2 separate regions of the Mus musculus genome follow, and region 1 is linked to region 2. Evidence: chromatin contacts called from public Hi-C data. All regions are on one chromosome and are shown on one strand. Each heading gives the region's core, a stretch centred on a gene start, on an enhancer-like site or on the middle of the called end of the contact. The rest is flanking DNA. Distances are from core to core; before and after follow the strand shown. Region 1 overlaps Fat1 (FAT atypical cadherin 1). Region 2 has its middle 420 kb from the start of Gm30397.

The links. Hi-C and Micro-C count contacts between places; a contact is called where the count stands out from the background.
Region 1: a Hi-C map of adipose-derived mesenchymal stem cells shows a contact between it and region 2, with 1.6 times the contacts expected there. The contact joins two enhancer-like sites. A contact is called at or near these places in 1 of 484 Hi-C or Micro-C datasets (adipose-derived mesenchymal stem cells) and 2 of 115 datasets of contacts at active chromatin or transcription factors (astrocytes and vascular smooth muscle cells).

What each region holds. Positions count from the first base shown.
Region 1 is chr8:44,997,101-45,003,446 of GRCm38.p6, reverse strand. The region is part of intron 2 of Fat1 (FAT atypical cadherin 1); the gene reads right to left. Among named protein-coding and RNA genes, the nearest start is that of Fat1, 50 kb to the right of the region's middle. Within about 2 kb of position 1,691, at least 113 of the 459 cell types and tissues checked have an H3K27ac peak or open chromatin away from gene starts, as enhancers often do. A contact at or near this core is called in adipose-derived mesenchymal stem cells, where this site is marked.
Region 2 is chr8:44,343,710-44,350,100 of GRCm38.p6, reverse strand. No RefSeq gene overlaps it. Among named protein-coding and RNA genes, the nearest start is that of Gm30397, 420 kb to the left of the region's middle. Within about 2 kb of position 2,495, at least 17 of the 459 cell types and tissues checked have an H3K27ac peak or open chromatin away from gene starts, as enhancers often do. A contact at or near this core is called in adipose-derived mesenchymal stem cells, where this site is marked.

The DNA.
Region 1 (6,346 bases), core at 442-2,941, 650 kb before region 2:
AAAAAGAAAACCAGAGGGAACAAGTGAGGCTCTGGAAGAAACAACAGAAAAAGGGGGAGGGGGAGGAGGGAGAGAAGTTAGTTTAAACAGCATCACAAACACAAGGGGACAGCCAGCCAGAGGGTGAAAACCCACGATTTCTGAACAAGACTGAGGTCCAGTTACCATGAAGGGCGGAGCACTTGAGATCTGTAGCAGGTGAAATTTACAAACAGTAAAGCTATCGGGCAAGGTCCTGAGTGTGTGCCAGCCACCGGCTTAACCCTACATGGCAGGAAACTGACTTTCAACCATCTTCCTATCATTCTCCTTTAAGACTAAAACCAGGAAGGGGAGGCAGGCAGCAGAGGGTTAGGGGGTGGGGGCAGGGCAGTCACCTAATCCTACTTTATTTCCTTTTCCATGTCTTTGGCTACATTTTTTACTTTTTACAATAATAAGAAGAGCCACTGTAGCTTTTGACCTTATAAAGCACTATCCAAAGCAGTTTCTCTTAGCCTGAAATTCTCTCAATTCCCACTGCCCAACACAGTAGCATCTAATTGCGCCCAGCCGCTGAGCAGCTGGAATGTGGCCAGGCTAACTGAGAAAGTGGAGATTTCAGAATGAATTTAAATAACTTAAAAAGGCACTGGTCATTTTTGCTGCTTTCAATAGCCTCTTGTTCCAAATTACATGCCAACATGTGGCTCAACAATGTTCAGAATATGTTTGTGGTTAAAAAGCTAAAGATACAATTCAATGACGAATACATCCGTTATCAAAATCCAGGCTTGTAAACATTTGCCCTACAAATGCAACGTTTTCCGCTGTTCTGGCGTGGGGGCCACCACTCTCTGTCCTCCAATCCTCAGACTCCGTCCTTAGAATTCAGTTCACAGAGTTCAGCCGGAGATGAAGAACCCTTGTCATTGTCACTTTATAGCTTTGCCTAATACCCCCCCAAAATCACATCTTTGTGTTCAACCTGACTTCCGAAAATTAATTTGTTTACCAGCACACGCTTTTTGCATTTGATGGCTTTTCTGATGGTTTAAAGTTGAAAATTAAGTTGCTAGGCCCCGGTGACGCTGCCGTAATATTTAACCAGCTCAGAGTTCCCCAGTTGTTCTGCCTGCATTATTACTCAATGTGCTTGTCAAAATGGCCTCCCCAAATGTATCCTCTGAGAGAGACACAAAGCTCTTGCCCTCGACGGTAAGACAGATCAGAGGTGAGGGGTCTAAGTTATGTGAGGGGTCTAGGTAATGTGACAGTGCTAACAATGTTTATAAGTCTGTTCGGTGCAAGCACTCTTTCATGTATACTTTTAAAAAAACAAATAAATAAGCCAAGCTGTAGAAGGGCCAGAAGACGTGACCTCTTGGTTGACAGCTGTCACAGGTCCTTTCCTGGTGCTTGTAAGCAGTTACACCTAGGGGGACCAGCCAGCCTGTTATCATGGCATCCCAGCTGCTTCAATACAAAGGTGGCCTGAGGCAGCTGCACTCTGGCCACTAGGCTTTCGAAACCGTGGTTTTGGTAAAGGCACAAACTTCTTCAGCAGGTTTGTCCCAGTTAAGACAGCTCCAGGCAACTCAGAAGACCTCAGAAGCAAGCAAGGGAAGACTTAGTGGCCTCCAGGTCACTTCTACAGCTGCCCCAGGCCCAGGCTCCGCCTTTTAACAGCTGTGCTTGATTAGGCACAAACCCAGGAAGGCGCCTCTCCTAGTGACTCAACAGAAAGCTTGCAAATTCCCAACCTGAGGGCTCTGACTGGTCCCTAACTCAAGGCATTTGACGTGCTGAACTGGAAACTGTGCAGTGACCTGTGGAATTACATAGGAACTCAAGAAATGCCACGATCCTTTTCCAAATGTATCATCAGGCTGTGCTTTCATGGGCTCTAGTAAAGGGTTGTCATATCACAGGTCAAAAAGAAAAAGCTGAGCTGGCCACAGGGAAAAGCAGCACCTTTTGTTTTGTTTTGTTTTGTTTTTTGGTGGTAGAGTTAGCGGCTGCTTTCAGTTTTGTTTGGGGAGACTGGATATCCCTAGCTGCCCCAGATCTTGGGTTCCTTTTGCCTAGGCCTCCAGAATCCTGGCTTTACAGGTGTGACCCACCACCCCCTGCTTCCTTTTTAGCACAATAATTGGGTGCTTCCTTTGGTGCCAGGCTAAGCATTCTAGGAATCAGAAACATTAAGGAAAATCAAAATAAGATAAGCCCTAGGGGCAGTCAGTAAAGTGGTTGAGCAACCTTTAGACAAAGAGCTACCAGAACTAAGAGGCAAACGTTATTGTGAGCCTTGGGTATGAATGCTAACTTCCTATACAAAATGTATATGGAAATATTTACAAAGCAATTTGTCAAAAGAGAAAGGAGGAACTGGTCAGGGAAGAGACTGAGACGGGGCAAGGAAGGTGTTTCCTTTCCTATACTAGAATTCTCAAGGAAGGGATCTTCAGTTCTTAACAAATCTTTTACTTGAAACTTTATAGCCTTAAAAATACGTTAAAACTCAAAGCAAAAGATATAGGAGAACAATTTACTGGGTGGAAATTTTAGATGGAAAAGAATCCAATACAGTATTTCTTTCTCTTTCCTTCCTTCCTTCTTTCTTAAGATTTATTTATTTGTTATTTATATGAGTATACAGTAGCTGTCTTCAGACACACCAGAAGAGAGCATCAGATCCCACTATAGATGCTTGTGAGCCATCAGGTGGTTGCTGGGAATTGAACTCAGGTCCTCTGGAGCCATCTCTCCAGCCCCCAATACAGATTTCTAAAGCCTGAACTATGCAGCCATTGACAAACATAAATAAGACTTATAGATATATATGTGTATATATATATATATATATATATTTTATATTTATATTTTATATAAGTATGCTGTCTTCATGCACACTAGGAAAGATGTCAGATCACATTATACATAGATAGTTGTGAGTCACTACGTGGTTGCTGGGAATTGAATTCACAACTTCTTAACCTCTAAGCCATCTCTCCAGTCCCACATTTTCGTTTTCATTTTAAACCACCACAGTGGCAAGTGGGAGACAACTTCTTCTAATAAGTTAAAGCAACTGGAAATGGAATGAATTTTATTCTAAATTAGAGTCCCACTACACAAACCATATTTCCTAGAAGTGGAGAGTGTTTAAAATTCCCGCCCAGGCAGGGGTGGTACACGCCTTTAATCCCAGGGAGTCCCTTGACTCCCTCATATACCATGTTCTACACTGTGCATTTCTCATTTACCATGTTATACAGTGTGACTCCCTCATATACCATGTTCTACAGTGTGCATTTCTGCCACCTGAGTAGAAATGTATGCCCTCAGGGGTTCACCTAAAAAAAAAAAAAACAAAAACAAAACAAACAAACAAACAAAAACACCGAAACAGGCAGGGCACAGTGACATCAGTGAGATTAATCAAGACAGTAGCTCCAAAACTAACAGGACAATGTATCCTCTCTAGTCAGAAAACACTCACTCTCCCTGCATTCTCAAACCTATCTTTTTCATCTTAGCTATCTCTCTGTTCCTCTTACACACTGATACCATTTTTTTTAACCTCAAAAATAATGTCAACTATCAGAATAAAATAGCAGTAGTTAAAGACAGTGTTCTAGCTGCTAAACAAGTCTCTTCACGTCTCCATAACATAACAACATTAAAATACACATCGTCAGTTGTACTGCCTCAGGAACTCAGAAGCTACAGTCATAGGGGAAATAAATCATTATGTTTTAAGATGACATATTAAAAATACTCTACCGGCAGTGGTGGCGCATGCCTTTAATCCCAGCACTTGGGAGGCAGAGACAGGCAGATTTCTGAGTTCGAGGCCAGCCTGGTCTACAGAGTTAGTTCCAGGACAGCCAAGGCTACACAGAGAAACCCTGTCTCGAAAAACCAAAAAAGTACTCTGAGGCATCAATATAGGAGACAATAAGAAATACCATGTGTACCATGTGACTGCATGAGCATCTTCTCCATGAACACTTTAGCCTGTATATTTGAAACAGCTCTAATGAAATAAAAAATGGCCTCGGACCAAAGACATCTGTAGCAGCTGGGAAGATCACAGAGGAGGGGGGTGGGTGTGTGTGGGTGTGGGTAAGGTGGAGAGACAGGCAAGCAACGGATGCTAAAGGGGGCCTGGGGAAAGCAGAACCATTCCAACTGGCTGAGTTTTTAAACCCTTTACCAGTGAACTGGAAAGCAAGCAGGGAGTGAGTAGCATTCCCACAGCCAGCGCTGTGCTTGGCTCTGTCATGGATACAATAACTGGGTACAGAAAGGTCCTGGCCCTTGAGGACTGGAGCCAGGAAGAGAACCAAGCAACAGGGCAAGATCAGAACCAACAATGAAAAAGTCAGAGTCTTGCTTAGCTCAGACCATCAGGGGGCAGGACAACACGTCTCCCTTTTCCCATGCTGGAGACTTGGAGGGCGTCATAGGCGGAGGCAAAGGTTCAGCTCTCCCCATCAACTCTCCTATAGCTGTCATTGTGCATCTACTCTTAGAGCTTCTGTCGGAGGCTCTCAGAGCCTTGGCAGCGTGCGCTGTCTTCCTATAGGTAGTGTTCTGAGACCGGTTCTAACTGCAGTTGGCTGGGAGATCTTTGGCAGCTGTGGCCATCTGAGCAGCTATTGTTTGTCACTGCAGTACTGGTGCCGGCAGGATTAGGCTTGGAGCCAAAAATGGAATTCTATTCATAGCCTGTCAGGGCTGGAAAGGAGCTCGGAATTCACTTAACTCGAACTTTCAGAGGTCCGCAGAAAACACTAATAAAATTAATCAGACGGTCACTCTGAAGCCACACAAGGAGGGGCTGAGGTCAGTATCGCCCGCTTTTCTTCTGCTTTTACATCTGTTCTGCGAGCTGTTTCCTGGTGGAAATTAGTGGTTTCAGAACACAAGATCAGAAGGCAAATCAATTTTGCTGTGAATTAATTGTTTTTAGTATTCTATATAAGTTATGTAGGAGGGAAGGAGGCCTGGAGGGAGGGAAAGCACTCAATCAACTGTAAGGTTAATATCTAAGGTTAACATCGGCAAACTTCAACGAAAGCATCTTAAGTGCAAAATCTTACATGTACTTTAGTCACTGACGTTCAGTGACCTAGAATCGCAGAATTCTCCTTGATCCAACTGACCCTAAGGATCCCACGAAAACAGATTTGATGGGGGGAAAAATGCACCAGATAAGGCAGGAGATAAAACCTGACTTTTAAGACTTTAGAGGTAATACATTTCACCATAAAATAAAAACTAGTAATGAGAAATAGATTTTAAAAAAGTCTATAGCCCTTAAAATACACGAAGGTGACTTTCTGTTGTTGTTGTTAATGAATCCCTGCCATTGTGGCGTGAGTGGCCTTTCAGTTCCTTCCTTTCTAGAGCTATCAAATGTTACACCGGAAACCCTCGGAAGTTGTTTGCGGCTGTAACTACTTCCTATTGAACTGTGTTAGGTCTCCTTTCCAGCCACAATAAAATGCCATTTTCTTATTGCCTCATTACTCAGTAATACAAGACTCACTTACTAAAGGAGCATGCAGCTAGAATGCGATTAGGTGCCCAGTATATCTACTACCCACTGCAGTATTCTGCAGTGATTAAAGAACGCTCGGTTTGTCGATTACTAAATGTAAATATTCTATTTCCACTAAATCTGTTTGTAATCTTCTACTGAACAGTCACACCATCCCTTATATACCCGACACAGATAGCTCTTTATGAAATACTCTATTCTACATGTAAGCAAGGAAATCAGAGGCCCTTGTATATTGGTGTTCTCCTAAAAGCACAACAAATGTATAATGTAGTCCTTTTGAGTATGAACAACTCAGTCCCAGACAAGGTTACGAAAAAAAACAGGGGAGGGAGGAACCTTCCAAGAACCAAGAGCCAACCAGGGGAGCTGGCACTGCAGCTCTGGCTGTTTGTAATAAGATATACCAGCAGTACAAGGGCGAAAATATCAAATTTAGGCATCTTTTATCTTCCAGTGAGAAATGATTTATTTCTTAAAGGGGAAAAGAACTAATTAGTATTGCTACCCACTTCTAAACATCTACCAGGAACTTGTTAAATCTCAAAAAACATGCTTAATAACGCATATTCTAAGTGTTGTAATTTAAGCGCCTGGAAAGGCAACACTCAGTCTGTCTATATGCACTCTTGTTTACAGAATGGGAAAAGTTGGGTCTTTTATTTCAGAGTTTAATAATTTAAATAGCTGCTGCCCCATTTCAAGAAAAAAGAAAAAAAAATCAATACGTGAAGTATTTCCATTGTTACGTATAACACATCAGTGTCAGGGAACTGTTGCTCAACTTGTATGGACTTT
Region 2 (6,391 bases), core at 1,246-3,745:
CTAGCACATTGATCAATTTCGTTTACTCTCAAAAAAAAAGACTTTATATTTTAAAAAGGATTAGTGTTTTTAATACATCACTCAGGATGAACTTATGATTATATTTATGAAAAAAGTAATGAATTGATCATGCATATGCTGACATTTTTAATCAATTAAGGGATATATACTAACCTAGCTCTGTCTACTATAAAACAGGAACGGCTCTCATATTTATGAACTTCACGGCTTTCAAATTTACAATCGCCCAGTAAGTCAAGCCTGTGCTGAGAGTTTTCCTTTTTAATTATCACCTAATAATAATTCTGAGCCTGTTTTTAAAGAACATTTGCAAGTTAACTTAGTGAAGAAACGGGCAGACTTGGTTTACTGGCTTGTTCTATCCATGTTTTCTCGAGTGTTGTTTTCCTAACTAAATCTGTTAGAAAATTCTTCCAGGCTGATTCAGAATTTCCGCTTCCTCCTGTCAAACACTAGTCTCCAAACCTTAGCACTTGGCCTGGTTTGACTGCAGCCTTCAGAGTTATACACACAGCATCAGCCTGATTTTCTGATATTCACACTGGCCCACTTTCCCCAGGTGAACATTACATTGTCCAAATATGTAAGTTTTCTTTCTGAACATGTATTTTTAAACATCTGTGCTTTGCTAGAATTTCTGCTGTAGGTAATGAAGACTACTGCATATTCACATAAGATGAATCATTTCTTTTTTTTTGCAATGTAAATACAGAACTGCAAAATATGTTAAATATAATGCTAAGAATTGTTAGATAGTTGCTATCAAGCTGTGTATACTTAGTTGGAGAAAGTCTAATAAAATTAATATTACAAATATCATTGCCAGGCATAGTTGCTCAGCTCTGTAATCCTAGGACTCTGGAGGCTGAGGCAAGAGGATTTCTGTGAGGTCATTGTCATCCTGGGCTACCAAATGAATTCTAGGACAGTCAGAATTACATAGCAAGGCATGCCCCAACTTTCTAGTACAAATTGTATTGTATGCATTTAGAAGTGAAATGATTCCTAGATGAGAGGCAATAGAAAACTGAGAATTGCATATTGGCAAGGAGATATGTGCTGCTGAGTACTAACGAAATGATGGTGCCTACATCTTGAATCTTTGAGAATAAGAAAGAACATCAGAGGGAAATGGAATCCTGTTTAACAGTCTGTTATTAGAGTATAATGACATTGAATCATTTTTTTGTCTTTCTTACAGAGAAATCTATATAGATCTTTGCATGTGAATATGAACAGACTAATTCCCATAAAATTATGATGGGAACATGTGAGTTATACATACATATCATGACTCTGAAACAACACAGATAAAAATGGATTAAAGAAAATAGAGATTATAGGTGAAATGCATTGTAGTGGGCACTTGTGGGGGAATAAAGCTACCTTATTGATCTCCTTTGTAATGATATGGAGGCTTAAGGGTGTGTGTGTGTGCGCGTTTGTGCACATGTGCTAGTGTGTGTGTGTGTGTGTGTGTGTGTGTGTGTGCTCTTTGATTGATCCTGGGTTTCACCTCATTTTCCTTGAATAACATTAGCTATCTATTATTTTCAGAGATTATATACCAATAAATAAATTGTTAAAATCTGAGAGCATAAACTTGCTCAATTCTGGTTAGGACTTTGTTAAAAACACATTCAAACAAACTTATTATTATACATGAACTCAAGACGAAAAAAATCAAATTTGCAGGCTAATGCTTCAAACTGTTATTGAAGTGTGTGACTTTCCATATTCTGTGTTATCAGTAATTGTGCATTTCTCCTTTACCTGATATATGAAAAGCATACAGGATCCGGTACTGTTGGATCTATATTGTTTATCTCTATTCCTGAATGTAGTAAGAAATCAGTGGATATGTATCTGAAGTAGGTATAGGTGCAGGGGAAAAGCATCCATGTAATGTTGAAGATGCTAGCTTACTGCCAAGGGATGCAGGAACCCAGTTCTGAATTTGGAATTAGAATGATTTCCACTCCCTTAATATTATTTCCTGATCTTAAATCAAAGGCTATTTGAAAATATGCCCCAGTTGTGTTTATTAGGAAATATCTTTCTGGATTACAATGATATTTTTCTTACTTTCCATGTACAAATATTTTTCTGATGATACTATAATTGGATACAACTCAAACTAAATTCTTTGCTGAGTCTAAAGTGTAGCTATTGTTTTTAGTTAATGCTGCAATGTTATTTTTCAGTGTTACTCTTGACCATTCCAGATAGTGTCAAATGAATCACTTTTAGTAATATAACCATCATAATATTTTGAAGAGAGATTTGTGGTGGAATTCACCCTGACTTTTTAGCTTATTTAAACCAACCCTATGCAACAAGTGGTTGACTATAGGAAAGTGCTGGCACTGACTACATCAGAGTCTGCTATGATTCCTGGTGTCCCTGTGGTTCAGAGATTAGTTCAGTACTTACCAAGTGTTTTTGTTTCAGGAAAGTGTGCCAAAGTCTGCCATTGTGTTGCATCAGAGCAAAGCATGTTTGCAAAGCTATCCAGTCAGTCTGTGTACCTCGGTCACCCTGGAGATGTCTGGAAGGAAGAAAAATAAAAAATTTAAAAAATGAGTGTGTCAAGAGAGAGGACATAATATTTGAGAAATAATCCCAGAGGAGAAGAAAAAGGTTGGAACAAAACTTCAGTAATACCAAGGAAGAGAAAAGAAGGGAAACAGACAACAACAACAGGCAGAATACTTGTTTGTCAATGTGAATTTCTCAGATGAAATCTTTAGAAGAAAAACTGATCTCACTGGAGTCTGTGATGTTTTTTTTCCCCTGACTGGAATTCTATGAGAAACTCTCATATTAACAACAGCAGCTACAAGATGGCTGCCACCAGCATCCTGAGAGCAAGATACATTGGGAGAGGTACTGATCTGGCACAGACACTTCAGAAGCATTTAGAACCATGGGGCTGTTATTTTTGCAAATGAGAAGATATAATTAAACCAAACTGGGCCTGAGTTACATCTTTAGTCTTCTGTGTGGTATGAAAAATGTTCAGAAGCAGAAGGTTTCTCAGCAAAGGGACAAGTGTGTCAGTCACAGATCCACCATGCTGAGAGACACTGCTTGGAGAAGCATTCTTAGGATGTCCTTATCTTGGATATAGCTGAGTCCCCATCTTGGAAAAAGCCGAGTCTCTGTATCATCTCCAGTGCAAAACATCAAAGCAAAGCCAACATCCTTAACTGAGCAGACAGGACAAGTATCAATTCTGACCAGGTATGTAGGAACAAAAGCAGATGCAGATGTAATGATACCAACTTACTGACTCAAGACCCTCTTCTTTTTTGGCTGATAAAGAACAGGATTCTCTGGTATTCAACTATATGCATATATTTCTTGGATGAGTTGAATACATATCTATGTAAAACTTGTGAGTGTGTGTGAGAGCATGTATGCCAATGTACATATACTATGTATGTGCTGGTGGAGAGGTGGTTAGTGCTGAAATCAAAAAAGACAGATAGCCTTCATCTGTAGCAGGTGAAGTTAATGAACAATTTCTGGTTAAGTGCTAAAGCAATGGCTTGCACTATCAGTCAATGTATTAATTCAAGGTCTCCAGAAAAATAAAAGCCAAGGATATATATTTATATGAGAGATTTATTACTAGTATTGGTTTATATAACAATGGGGGAAAGTCCAACAGTAAAGTCTGCAAGCTGGACAAGCAGAAAAGCCATTAACACAATGCAGATGGAATCCAAAGACCTAAGAATTAGTAAGAGTCCACAAGGAAACCTAGCCTGAGAATTTAAGTCAGTGGCTATGGTGAAAGCCTATGATTATGAAGGCTGAAGAGATGGGAACACAAATACACAAGGGTTGGAGAATATAGTATAAGAGCAAACCAAATTCACCCATTGTACTGGCTGGTCCTGTGTGTCAACTTGACACAAGATAGAGTCATCATAGAGAAAGGAACATAAGCTGAGGAAATACGTCCATGAGATCCAGCTGAAAGGCATATCCTCTATTAATGATCAGTGTGGAAGGGACCAGCTCATTGTGGATGGTGCCATCCCTGGGCTGAGGTCCTGGGCTCTAAGGAAAGCTGAGCAAGCCAGGTGAAACAAGCCAGTAAGCAGCCTCTGCATTAGCTCCATCCTCCATGTTCCTGTCCTGATTTCCTTCAGTGATGAACAGCAATATAGAAGTGTAAGCCAAATAAACCCTTTCCTCCCAAGTTGCTTTGGTCATGGTGATTTTTTTTCACAGCAGTAGTAACTCTAACTAAGATGACCTACCATTTCCATAAGGCCTTAAATAGATAGAATTCCACTTGCCTTTACCAGGAGGAATAGACAGTCATTGGTCAGTTGTGGAATACCATCACAGAAAAATTCACATACAATGTTTTAGCCTATTAACTTGAACACTAAAATTATTCCACACAATGGACCAGTGAAAACCATCTTTTCCTTTTTCCTAGTCAGATGATGCTGAAGGAAAGATTAGGAGATGTTATAAAAATAAGTAACATTTCTGTTTGTAAATATGCATAATTATGAGTAAGTTGGCACCCTGCTAACTTAGGCTAAATATGCAATTACAAGAATGAAGAGTAAAATTATAACAGAATGTCAAAATCTGCTTTTTAAAAGAGAGAGGAATCCATTCTTGCTACTTTTTTCACCTAACTTCCTACCACAGTATTCATATTCTACCCATGTAAATAGTCATTAATGTCTGCAAAAGAGATGAAAAAGGACATTCCTGGGATGAGCTTTTGTTTAAGCTTGGCCAGGCTTTTATGAATACAATTTATCTTACCAAAATTGGACCTCCTTAAGGATTTGTTGCCTTCTGAAGGAGGAAGTGTGAATAAGACAAGATCATGTGGGCAAGCATTTTATGCCTTGTTAAGGAAAATAGGACAGATACATGTAAGTTCATAAGGCCAGGCAATTAAATAGTGTGACACCTGCCTGGTGAAAGAGGAAAATGAAGCATAAATGTCTCAGTCCAGGGGGACCAAGTCTGATGGAAGAAATTGTTTCTTAAGTTACAACACAGGTATTATACCTGCAGGAAAACAAGAAAGGAAGACTTCTAAGGTCAAGGGAATTCAAAGAACACAAAGGATTAAGTAAGAAAATAAGCTTGTGTCTCACACTGATCATTATTAAACAAAACAAAACAAAACAAAACAAAACATTTTTCCACAAATTTTCTATGTATTTGGTCTTATATATTCTAGATTGAATTGATTTTCTTTCCACCGTTGTTTTATTTTCTCCCTTTATTCTTTACTACTTCTACTCATAAACTCCTCTAAGTCTCCTTTGGTTACATGGACAGTCACCAAGTCACCATGAACATAGCCAGCATTGAAAGCAGCATCAGATCCTTCATGTTTCTCAAAAGAATGTGACTGGCCTGCAGCCATGGTCTGTAGGTTTGACCCTAGGGTCCCACTAGTGAGATGATTCTTGTTATTTGGTGTAGTGCACGGTTATTGTAGGATTAGGCTCAGGTCCTGCTGGGAGCAGTAATGCACAGAATTCTTTTGTCTTCTGTGCAGGCAAGCTAATCTACCTGTGGATGAAACCAGGGCAGTAAATACAGCATCTTACTTAACTAGTGTGCTTTAAAAGTCTAATGCTTGAAAGACATGCTTTACAGTTCTTAAAGCATATTATTTTCACAGTTGAAGCACTCAGTACAAAGGAGCATTTTAAAGAGATTATACTGTGTGTTTTGTCAGAAAAAAATTCCCCTATGGTTTCATAGTCTTTCCCTACAGAAAGGATGGAAACTTGTTTCTTATTCTTCTTCATGTCCTCAGACCTGTGCCAGGAGGTCTTGGGGAAGAGAAAACCCACAAAGATGGCCCAATAGCTTGTTGACCAACCGTAAAACCTTTTTTCCCCCATCTTTATTTGAAGTGTGTCATATGTTGTAACTAAACCAGCATGTTGGCTCAATGCCCAGTGGAAACCAGAAACACAGGACAGTGTGTCTCAGTACATTGTTTCAAATAACTCTTTTTGACTTCTTTAGGGAGATCAAATAGGAATTCACATCAGGCCAGAAGGTTACAAGATCCCCACAAAAGTCTCCAACTGAGTCCTGCTATGTGCCATGAACATCATTCTGTCAACACAATCGTCCATAGAATCAGCTAAAACTGAATGAGTCTTAGCAACTTTACAGCTGTCTTACAGTATTTGACATGGATCAAGACATGCTGCTTGGCAGCCGCAGGAACTCTTCCCTGGGCAGATTTATATCTCAAAAGTATGGGACATGAAGTTGAATAACATTATCACTGTTTCAATGTATAATGGTAACACAATAAGTACTACCCTTTTCCTTCATGAATACTGAGCCAATGTTGGACTTT